Regions from separate parts of the Gossypium hirsutum genome. Here region 1 is linked to region 2. The links are chromatin contacts, called in public Hi-C maps. All regions are on one chromosome and are shown on one strand. The core of a region is the stretch at or near the end of the contact, and the rest is flanking DNA. Distances in the headings are between cores, read along the strand shown. Region 1 holds the start of LOC107953255. Region 2 has its middle 15 kb from the start of LOC107953265.

Region 1 (6,198 bases), core at 3,214-5,713, 170 kb before region 2:
TGACAGACAAGCATATGTCTTATATATACATTTTGATAGTCCATTAATATGCATGTTGCTAAATTTTAACTCTAATGTTTCAATGAAGAACAAAACGTTACAAATAGAAGTCCACCCAAGCGATTGCCAATGCCAGTGAAACTAGGTGATAAACAAAAATCACAACAGTAAACAGGCGTGGCGTTGGTGGCAGAGGAAGAGGCGCAGGTGACAGAGGCAGAGTTGTGTTTGTCGGAGGGGGCATGAATCATTCCCGTGGCTCTAATGGTGCAGGTAGCACCCTCCATTTTGGCCTTCTTTGCCTATCTCTTTTTCCTATATTTCTAAATATCTAATTTAGGATCATATTTTCTAAATATCATATTAGGTTACATTAAGATTGTATTATAGTGGTGATGCTCCTTTGGTAGGGTGTGATTCAACTATCGATCATAAAATTCATTTGCAGATAGATTTTTAAGGTGAATCGCAATATATATATATATAGAAGGAATTTTAGATGAATAATTAATTTCTCTTTAAATTCTAACTCTAAAAAATTTGTTATTTTCTTTTATTTTTTAGTAGGAGATTAGTATTAGTATATTTGCAATTGTTTTTTTTTCCAATTATAATTAAAAAAATCTCATTTAATTTTTTATGTTTTAATATTTATTAATTTTAAAAAATCTAATGACAAAATTATTTATTAAAATATGTCTATTTAAGTTTAAATATCTCACCATCTGTAAGTGATGAAGTCTTTAGAACAAATTTTAGGTGACCTTTTATCACCCACAAAGTGTCACGGGTTATGGATCAAAACCTATGACTAATGTAAAAAGATCGTTTCATTGAGGCCAATTGATTAAATAGGACTCATTCGACCAACTTGAACTGTCCTGATTCGTAGAACATGTGGAAAAGTCTATCTACTTAAAGCTTTGGGGCCTAGTGACGCACTTAAGGAAAATTAGGGTTGCTATGGTAAATATGAAAACTAATCTTAGAAGATTTGTAATATTAGAAGATTTGATTTTGTAGCCTTAGAGGATTGTGTAAATCCCTTAAGAATCTCAATTGTAGATTGACTTTAATCTAGACCGTAGATGTAAAATAAATTGTATCGTTGGATCTGGAGGAGTTCAATCTTCCCCCTCATTTGTAACATCCCATTGTATCCAATTGATAGTAATTGAATACTATTGAGAGCATTTACTCAAACACTTGGTATGCTATTGCTTTCCTATAGTTTTTTCTGTTCTCTCGTTACTTCTTTGTCTTTAAGGTGCTTCTACTTTATTTTTGGTGCATTGAAAAATTTTTCTTGATAATTCTTATCTTTTGAGAGAAAGGTCAACTTAGGTAGATTCGAAGCTAAGGAATTGCCTAAGGTCACACGGATTGTGAGCTTAAAGTTCTAGCCCTGTGACAGTTGGTATCCAAGATAAAGTTTGAAGGCGCCTATTAAGATAACGAAAGAAGTAGACGATCAGATTGAGCCAATAAAGACTCGTAGGAGGGTCAGAAATACTAGCTAATCAAGGGATATGATGTTGGCTTCAGAAAATTGAGTGGTTAATCTAGAGGAATCCATGGGGGATGTAAGGGAGGCACTCGAGGTAGTTGAGGGACGCACTGCAGAGTTGGACTTGATGGAAGAGCAACTAAGGGAATTTGTGTTCGAGTCTTTAGATTCCAGTGTAGAAGGAATGTGAGGGGTGTTCAATTACACAACGGATAAGCTGACAATAAGGAACAATGCTCTCGAGGCTACGATGGAGGCTCTGGAGGAAACTAAAGCCATGAAGAAGACTTTGAACATGAGAATTGAGGAGCTTGAGGGAGAGCTCGTTGTGTGTAGAGCCACTGTAGGTAAATAGTTATTGGGTGCAATACTAAACCCCGATATAGATATCCCCAAACCAGAGAAGTTTAAAGGGCAAGGTCCACGAAGGAAGTGGGCAACTTCTTGTAGGAAATGGAATAATATTTTCATGTTATGGGCATCAAGGATGAAGACGCTAAGGTAAATACTACTACTAGATATTTTATTAATTTCGCTCTTCTATGGTGGCATTATAGGTTCACTGATGAGAGATGAAGCGATACCACTATTGAGACTTGGATGGAGTTTTAGGATGAATTTAAAAAATAGTTTTGCCTACAATATGTCAATGAGGAGGCTCAAGATAAGTTGCACCTGCTTATGCAATAAGGCACTGTTCGAGAGTTCATTGAGTTGTTACTCCAAATCTTTGATTCGAGTGAGAATGAGCCATTCTACTGGTTCAAGGATGAGTTTTGAAGCCTTGGGCGAAACAAGAGCTATGTTGGCTAGGGGTCAAAGAGTTTACCAAAGCCATGGTCAAGGAAGAGTCTTTTGTCGAGCTTGGTCCAAGAAAAAACAAGTTTTAATCTTCTAAGCCCAATAAGATAGGTAATGGTAGAAGAGACCATAAGGAAAAATAAGATAAAAATGGTGATGGTGAAAATGATAAGAATGGTGGCAATGGGAAACTACCTAATGGGAATATTGCTTCTGTCTTAAGATTAAGAAGATTGATTGGATTTCAAAGACACTTTGAGAGGCTTAGTGTTTATAGCCATAGATTGCTCACTTTGTCCCCCTTTGTGAGTTTCTTCTTATTGTCCTTTTTCGGATCTTGGAATGAAGGCTTTAGATTTCCAGAAATTGCCTTACTCAACTTCTTATCACGAGATTGAGTGGCTAACTTTTCAAAGGCTTTTGGCTTAATGCCTTGAAGACTATAGCGTAATCGCTGTTCATTTCATGGATGCACATGTCGAGGGCTAAAGATTCTGACAATCTTTCCTTGGAGTTCAAATTTAGATTCCTCCAACTATGGATGTAGTCAATGATTGGTTCATCTTTCTACTGTTGTGCCCTAGTAAGTTCGATCATGCTTACAATGGAACGAGTGCTGTAGAATCTGTTGAGAAATTCACATTTAAGTTGTTCCCAATTGTTAATTATTCTAGGATCAAGGTCAGTGTATCAGTCGAAGACATTTCCTTTTAGTGACCAGACCAATTGTTTCACCATGAGATCACCACTAGTTCCAGCATTATTGCAAATCTCCACAAAATGAGGACATGATGGCATGGATGTAACTACCCAAAAGTCAGTAGTAACGGAAAGTATGGTTACAGGACTCCGTTTTCGTAAAACTGACTCGTAAATATTTTTATTAAATATTTTCAAAGATATCTTAAAAGTGAATTGAATTTTCGGATAGGTAAATTTGATGAAATAGTGTTTAATTGGAATACAATGACTAAATAGTATAAATTAATAAAGTAAGATTTTTAAAGAAATTATAAATAGAAATTGAATATCTAGGACTCGTAAAATAAATAGATCATTATTGATATGTTTTAATGATGGCTGGTTATGTTTTGTAGTATATGTAATATATATTATGTTATAATACTTAGTTATAATAATGAGTAAATGAAATAAAAATAAAATGAAAACAAGTAACATAGCGAGGAGAAAGAGGAACAGCTTAGCATTTTTCCATTTTCTTGTATGTCAAAGATGGGAAGAAGAACTTGGGAGAAACAACTTAAGGTTTTGATTTTTTAAGGTTAAATTGGTTAGTCAATTTAGTCCAATTTCTTGTAATTTTTATGTTTTTGGGATCCCGGTATTATGAGTTAGATAACCCATGTCCTATTTTTTGGTACTGCTTAAGATTTTAGATGTTACCATTTTTGAATAGCTAAAACTTTAGGGGTTAATTTGATAGATTTTTAGATTAGAAGTGAAAAATGACTAGATTGTGAAATTAATTGTTGATTTTGGGGAATAAGGACCAAATTGTAAAAATTTTGAAATTTAGGTGTAGAAAAAAGAAATAGAGAGAGTTAAATTTGACTTACAGTGAAATTGGCATAAAAATTTGAGGTTAAATGTGGAAGTTAGGCTAATCCCGATTTTAGGGACTAAATTGATTAAAGTGCAAAAGTTATATAAATTAGCAATTGAATGTGAAATTGTTTGTGTATTAATGAATTGTATTGTTTGTTTAATTTTGTAGCTAAGGTCGACCCAGATTCCTTGAAAAAGAAAGGAAAAGATAAGATCATCGACGAATAGCTCGGAGTTTACAGTTTGTATTTCTATAATTCAAACTATTTAAAATGTTGCTTTTGTATATTGCATCATTTGGTAAGTATGCATATATATATATTATTGAGATGTGAATTTGAATTGGAATGAGATGATTGTATGATTATTAATGAAAATGTGTTAAATTACATAGTTTTAAAGATATTGTATAATGTGATATTAGTTACGCACTTCATAACACGACTGTGTGTCTTCTTGATTTTATGTGTAGATTTTTCCACACGGCATCAGGCTATTATATGGCAGTATGACCTTAATTCGAATACACACAGTTGGCGACATGACTGTGTGACCTTATTTCGAAAATTTATACGGGCGGACACATTGATTGGAACACGACCGTGTGATCCATATTTCAATTTGTACACGATTTGGCCACATGATCATATTTTTGAGCCACATAGTTTAAACTCTATCACACGGCCTGGCTACATGACAAATTCAATTAAAATTTATGAATAAATAATGTTGTAGCATTTTCCAAAATTTCTATCAATAACAAAAAAATTTATATATAAATTTAGTAAATATTTAGATTTACTACTAATACATTAAATTTAAATTACAAAAGATTCAATTAAAAACTCCAAGATCGATGAGGTAATTGCGGAACTTGATTCCGTCTCCTCATGAAAATCCAAAACCCTGATAAATAAGAAAAGCCAGCCAACCTTTGTGTGGATAATTACGTCATTTCACCTCACGCCTATCCATCGCCCTGTACCTTCCCCAATCTCTCACTCCATTCAATGGACCTTGCGCCAAAACCCACGGCTAACAAGGTAAATTGGAGTTGGACCTCCGCGTTAATCGGCGCAGCCTCGGCCACGGCCGCCGCCGCTCTCATCAGTGCCAAACCCAAAGACCCAACTTTCCACCTCATCTCCATCAAACTCACTTCCTTCAAGATCAACCTCTCCAACATCAACGCCGACCTAACCCTCACTGTCCACGTCAGCAACCCCAACATCACCCCCATCCATTACTCTTCCACCACGATGTCCATCTTCTACGACGGCTCCTTCCTTGGGGAAGCTCATGTCAAAGCCGGGTCCCAACCGCCCCGCTCTTGCCGGGTCTTGGAGCTACCGGCTCGTCTGGACGGGATAGAGTTGGCTCACCATGCGGGTAAGTTTTTCGCGGACGTGGCCAAAAGAGAGATGGCGCTGGATGCTAAGGTGGAGATTAGCGGCACCGCTAAGATGCTATGGTGGGAACATAGGTTTAAAGTCCACGTGGAGTGTCATGTTACCGTTGATCCGGTTGTCCTTGATGTGATTGATCAAGAAAATGAATCCCAATTGGAGCTTTTCCTTGCTTCGTAGTTAATTGCTGTATATGCTCTAACTTACAATGGATGTACAACTATGTCTCTGCTTTTGATTTATGGTAATAAAAAGTTTACATCAAGTTGTTGACTTGTCATATTCAAGCATGGATAAGCTCTATTGTCGAAGCATATCTTTTGAAAATAACCCAACTTTGGGTGGAGAATCAAATGTATAAGCTTCATAATCATTGCCATCTGTGTGGTGTAAAAATCCCCTTGTTTATCAAGTACTTAAAATCATACATATGTAGCAGGGGAGCTATGATGTTATATTGAATGTTGGAGTTGCATTTGATTAGGCTTTGTGAGATTGGGAAGTACCGAAAAGAAAGAAAAATGGTGTTAGTTTCAAAATTCACATGTCGAAGGCGGAGATTAAGATGAGTAAGCTTTTGGGGTAACATTTCAACCTTTTTTTTTTTTTAAACTACACATGTTTTGGTATGGTATCCGCAATTAAATTGATAATGAAAAATTTTATTCTAATTATTATAATAAAACATTTAGTCCTTAATACTTACATATCCTATTAATTTGATCTCAATTCTAAATAATTTAATAAATTTAACCCTTCATATTTATAAATTTTATAATTTTAATTTTTAAATTTTTTAATAAAAAATTTCAGCTTTTAAAAAAGAGACACTCTACATCATTAAATTTGTAAACCACCACCCAACCAAAAAAAAAAAACTTGTCCAATAAAGCAAATGGTAAGAGGCACTATATTGAT
Region 2 (6,436 bases), core at 1,652-4,151:
CACCCAAAAACATATTAAGAGTGAGGTTAAAATATGTTATCAACGTCGCCCCCAAGGTTAACATAGTACTTCAGTATTTGTACACTTGAATAAAAAAGGTGGAACACAATTGGTATTACTTTTCTCGAACGGAATTGAAAAACAAAGCAAAAAATGTGGTTGGAAATTTGACTGAAAAATCACTAAAAAGAAAACAGATGAGAGAAAAAGAGTATGAGCGAAAGATTGTTATTTGCTTGTTGTGTAAAATGAGGAAAATGACCTGCTATTTATACTATTTTTTGAAGGAGCAAATCAGTAAAACACGCAGTGTCAGTTTCCTCAAAAGTGTAATGGGTCAAATTTTCCGCAACTAAAAATATTCTGAAAATAATTTTAAAAGGAAAAACATAAATTTTATCAAAAAAAAATATGCACAGTGCATTTCGTAAACACATGTTAACACGGACACAGACATGTGTGTTTGGCCTTTAACAATTAGTTAATGAAGATAAGAGGCAAGACTATATTTAAACTTTCTTAAAAGCCTTTTTTTTCAACTAACGTGGAATTACATACTTTGAATTACCAATATAGTCAAATTTTGGTTTTCGCAACGGAGAAGATTGTATCTGAGTTTCAAGCCAATCCAATTGTTGAAGTCGTAGATCGAAGAAGGAAAAATTTGAAATCATAACCTCCAATTCGAGCAATCTGAGTGACTCTTGATAAACCCAAGCCCATAAGCATATGTAGGACTTCAAGACGAGGTGATTGGGCAGATATCGTGAATGCGAGAGGGGATCTGGTTGTTGGAGTTAAAGAAAAAGGGAAAAGCTCCAGTTAAAGAAGGAATAATTGCAAAGTAAAATGAAGAAAATTTGAAATTTTAATTTAAATTTTAAATTTATTTTGTATATCAATGGAAATGGAAAAGAAGAAAAAAAATTAAATATTTATTATCATTTTTAATTTTTATTATTTTTATATAATTAAAATATTTTTATATTTTCTGAATTGTTAATAATTTTTAAAATTTTTAAAATTTAAATAATTATTAACATGACTTAAACTGTCATATAGAATTGTGAATTCTATGTAAAAAAAGTTAACAAACAAAAATTATTCAATTTTTATATAGTTTTTATATAATTGGAAGCCAAAAAAAATCGATATGAATTCAACAACTCTTCTTTCGAGTAGTAGAGTATCATTCAGGCTTATCCTTGCTAAAAGCCACACTTTTAGAGCATCGAATCAATACATCTAAAACACACTATATCCAATGCCGAAAAGAAGACACAAAAATCCCCAAGTATTTGAGAACTCCACTCTAATCCCACCAAGCAAAATCATCTATATCTAACAACACTAATCATTTAAAAAAAATTTTCTATTGAGATTGAGTGTATTTTTAATCATTACAATTTGGATATTTCAATATTAGATTATAGCACGTTCAATCTAATATTGAAAAAGAGATACAAAAATTCTTAATTTTTTGAGATCTTCACTCAAAATCGACCAAATAAAATCATCTAAATATCCGACAACACTAAATCAATTAACCTTTTTCCTATTGAGATTGAGTTCATATTTAGCCATTAAATTTTGGATCTCATGTGTTCTAAGTAGTAGCAAAAGATCCATGAAAATATTAGATTATAGCACACCAAAGATGTGGGTGAAAAATGTTGCTATAAAAATATATTTATTAAAAATTATATAATAATTAAATGAGAATTTAGTGTTAGATTTGTAAAATAAATCTGAAATAAAACTTAATAAATCAGGATCTATCATGTCAATTTATCAAGAATAAATCAAAAATAAAACTAGATGGGGAAACTTACCTGAATCCATGAATTCCTTGAAATTTTACCGGATCTTAAAGATTTGATCTTCCAAATTAGCACACAATAAATTCAGAGAATATCTGAGAATATTTGCTCTCTCTTTCCTAATGATTGGTGTAATGGCCAATTTTTAGCCCAGACAAATAAACAAAAAAATAAAATCCAAATAACCAAATAAAGTCCATTTTACAAAAACAAACAGCAGGCCCAAACCCAAAACCAAATGACCCATTACATCAAACCCTAGCCCATTATCTTAAACTTTTTTTTCAACAGACAAAACCTTAGTCCCCAAGGTGCAGCCGCCGCATACCCCTCTGCCCTTGACCAGCGCCGCACGCTACCCTTGTCCACCACGCGCGCCGCTTTGTCACACGCATCTGACATCTCTGACAACCACCTACAACACGCAAACGAAAGAAGCCAAGCAGAAGAAACAACATGCAAAAAGACAAAAAAAAATGAAAACTAACAGTTTATGAATTGGCTATAAGAGCCACGATTTTCATTTGTAATTTTTTTTTACGAACATTAAGCAATCAAAAAGCAAAAATAGAAGAAAAAAAAAGGTTGATTTCGATTTCCATTTTCGTGTTCTTTTCTTTTTTATTTTTTTATATATATTTTTTTATCTTTTATTTTTAAATCTCTTTTAAACAAAAATAATAAGAGAAGGAGAGGGCTTGCCCGGAATCCCTGTGATTGTGTCACCGGAGACTCTCTCCGTTGCTGAAATCAGACCCAAAAGGAGGAGAGGAGAGACTTTCTTCCTCTCAATCGACGGGCTAACGGCGCAAAGGCTAGGGTTCATAACCCTAACAGAGAGTTGAGAAACAAAGGGGGAGAGGGTGTTTTGTTTTTTCTTGAAAAATAAAAGAAGAAACGGCAGATTGAAAAAGAAGGAAGATTTTGGTTTTATTTCATCTTTGAAACGACGTCGTTTGGTGGGATGGGGGTTTGCACATTCTCCCTAAAGGGAAAATTTGTGCGATTAGTCCTTTTCATTCGCAACTCCATTCAATCGGGCTCCATTTCCTGTTTTCTTTTTGTTTTTTTTTTAATTTTAACCCTTAGATTTCGTTTGGTTTTCGATTTGGTCCATTGTGCTGTCAGGGTAAACGCACGCAGAGCATTTAGGGGATTTTTTTCATCTAGTCCCCGCTAGTTTCGGGGCGTTTCATTTAGATCCCTGATTAACTTTTCAGTATTTATAATTTTGTACCCCGAATTTTAACTTGTTTTTAACCATGTCCTAAATCTATTTAATCCATTTATTAACTTCTTTTTTTAAAAAAAAACATTTCATTTATATGTTATTTCAAATATTTTATATGTTATTTACTTTACATCTATTCTTACTTATTTTAATGTACTGTTTGTTTAAATTATTATTATTTATTTTAACTTGCTTTTTGCATATATATTTTATCCTGATCTATTTTATATGTATTATTTATTTTATATTCCTTACCTATTATTATATATATGTATACATATAGTTTACTTCAAGCCTTTTTATATATTTATAATTCTTTTAAAAATCGTTTTGTTATATATTTATTTTAAATTATTTTGTATTGTTTATTTTTAAGTTATTGTACATTATATATTTCAAACAACCTTTTTTATTACCTTTGAACTATTATAATTATAAAATATATTTATTTGTCCCTTTTTTTAATTTTTTTACATATTATATATTTTTTTAACTTGTTATATAACATTTTAAATTAACTTATATATTACTTATTTTAAAATTATTTTATATACCTTATTTTAAACCCATTTTACTTATTTCAAATAATTTTATTATTTATTTTAGGTTTTTTTACATATTATTTACACCTTTTATATATACATATTAATTATTTTAAAATTATTCATTTTTTTTAAATTCTACTTTGTGTGGTTATGGATTTTAAAATACCTTTTTACATCACTTATTTTGAACTCATTTATTATCATTCTAAAATTTGTTCACATTTTATTTATTTTAATTTGTTTTATACCTTTTTATCATTTAATTCATTGGTCCTTATTTATCGATGTTATCATTTAAATGTTGTATGATTATTGCCATTGCATGTACTATGATTCGTTATTTCTTTTTTCATATTATTGTCATTCACTTGTGTAATATTTTATTCATGTATTATTATTCCATGCCCATTATTGCATTTTTATTTCATGTCATCGCATTGTGAATTAATATTTATCCAACTTGGATCGCTTGATTTTGTTCCAAACAAAATAACGGATGTCGTTTAAATATCGTGTTCACTATTATTCAAAAAAGAAATATTTTAAACAAGGCAATGTTTCGCGTTTTGGAACATCGAGGAATTGTGCCCTAACTTACGGGGTTTCGATTTTCTCGTTGATTCTAAATAGCCAAATATCCTTTCGAGTTTTAAAAAAAACACGGAATTCCAATTAAAATTAAAGACAAACTTGCGCTCGGGAGTTCATGGTATCGTGTCCTAACTTACGGGATGTGATACTTCGATATCTCAAGACGAGGAAATCTTTAGCAATTGTTTTGATCTAATTCAAGCCCCTTTAAAATATACATTAATAAAAAGGATCATATTTTAAATTCGTTCCCAATTTCCAACTTTCGACATTGAGACACTAACTAATCAATTCGGTACCAATTTTGGGCGTGACGAGGGTGCTAATCCTTCCTCGCACGTAACCGACTCCCGAACCCCTTCTCTCAAGTTTCGTAGGCCAAAAACACTGTTTTAGTAAACTAAAATGTTTTATTAAAACAAAAGTGATCCGATCACACCTAATAAAGATTGGTGGCGACTCCCGTTTTAATCTTCGCTTTCAAACAAAGTCGATTCCCGTTTTCAAAAAAATGGTTTCGACAGCTTGGCGACTCCACTGGGGACTTTGAGAGTCGAGCTGTAAATTGATTAATTTTTGTCTTTTGTCGAAAATTGAAAATCAGTTTTAAATTTACGATTACTGCATTGCATGTTGTCTGTTATTTTCGTGGTTCTCTTCATAATATGCTTGCTTCAAGTGGTTTAATTCTTTGATGTATTGTTGCATATCGCATCGCATGAATTGGTCGATTTTACCCTTTAAGTGGGAGTGAGAAACTATTCCTTCGTGAGGTCTTCACCTCCGTATAGGATAGCGGATCGCTTCCGGGATACATCCGTACCTACGTCTTCATGAGATTTTCATCTCCGTATAGCTGTAGGGAAATGTATTCCCCTGAACTGAACTCAATCCATATAAGCCTATAACGGGTGAGGATCGAGGAATCTATCGGTTCAGGTACCCTTACTCTAGAACCGAACCACATATAGAGAGACCTAGGAGCCTACCCTAGGTAGAGCCACGCCAAACCCTAGTGGTCACCCAGATAGGTGTTCTATTTTGTTGATTATTTCTTCTATACTGACGTATTTTATTTTGTTTTGTCTATAACTGCATTGTATTACATCATCATAGAAAGGAGGTGTTGATTCATATTTGATTGCTAAATAGAACAATTTGTCATAAGAAAATGAATTTCTTGATAAAGTGGATTATAACATGGTTGTCTAAATATGGTCTAAGTAAACACAATGAAAGAAGGCTGATAGCTCATAAAGAAATACACGACTTTGCTCCATTGCCCGATGATTAAAATCGACAAAGATTATTCGAGAGCCGTCACGTCTTGGCTTTCTTAAAGGAGCTGACGAGTATCCCGGGGATAAGTAAGCAATAAGTCGTAGCCTGGATCAAGCAAAAAGGAGTTAATGGGGGCATCTTTTAGAAAATTCGCAAGACTCAACTATAACATCCGGATATGAAAAGGAAGATAGATGTCTTCGCTTGGAATATGAGAAAAAGGCCGTATATGTAATCCGTTTTATGTAAAGGAATTTGTTTTCTAGAAAAGTTGTTCTAATGAAATTGAATTCAGAACCAACGTCTCTCTTTCTTTTACATTCATTCCATGCATTTACATTGTATTACATCATTTGTATTAGAGTTTCACTAAAGGACCCTAATTAGGTAAAATTATGATAGTTAATCTGGAAACCAACAAGAATCAACCAACCGAATACTGTTACAACACCCGTCGCAAAACTAAAGTAATGGATCATAGATTAGAAATATTGTAATAGATGCAAAGGGCTATGCAAAAGCAATTACAAACACAGATGCAAGAGCAACTAGCTAAGATCCAACAAGGTATGAGGGAAAAAATGCAAGAATCCCAAGATAGTATGATGAGCCAGCTGGCCCAGTTGCTGGCTAAGAAACGTGAAAAAGGGAAGAGCACTACGATCAATTCAGGGAATGATAATGAAGACCTTGTCTATCCTCCGGGCTTTGCTCTAACAAACACCCAACCACAACCAGAGGTGCACCCACGAGGGGTACCCGTTACTATTAGGCCCCAGTAATACCAGGCCGATGCCTCGGCACCAATGAACTTTTCAACAGGCTCAGGCTCTAATCTGAGAGATAATCCAACCAATCCCATTATCCCTGACCTTGATAATGTGGCAGAAATGGAAAAGGCAAGAGTAGATCTGCCAAAACAACTCGAGTATCGGTGTAAATGGCTTGAAGAGAAATTCAAAGCAATG

What was found. Hi-C and Micro-C count contacts between places; a contact is called where the count stands out from the background.
Region 1: a contact with region 2 is called in a Hi-C map of leaf, with 1.7 times the contacts expected there. The contact joins the promoter of LOC107953255 here to the enhancer-like site in region 2. A contact is called at or near these places in 2 of 34 Hi-C or Micro-C datasets (both in leaf).

Annotation. Positions count from the first base shown.
Region 1 is chrA07:20,821,036-20,827,233 of Gossypium_hirsutum_v2.1, reverse strand. LOC107953255 reads left to right here and starts at 4,463. Exons shown (of 1, transcript XM_016888495.2): 1 at 4,463-5,545. The coding sequence starts at 4,885. The coding sequence ends at 5,460.
Region 2 is chrA07:20,652,841-20,659,276 of Gossypium_hirsutum_v2.1, reverse strand. No RefSeq gene overlaps it. Among protein-coding and RNA genes, the nearest start is that of LOC107953265, 15 kb to the right of the region's middle. Within about 2 kb of position 2,901, at least 9 of the 9 cell types and tissues checked have an H3K27ac peak or open chromatin away from gene starts, as enhancers often do. A contact at or near this core is called in leaf, where this site is marked.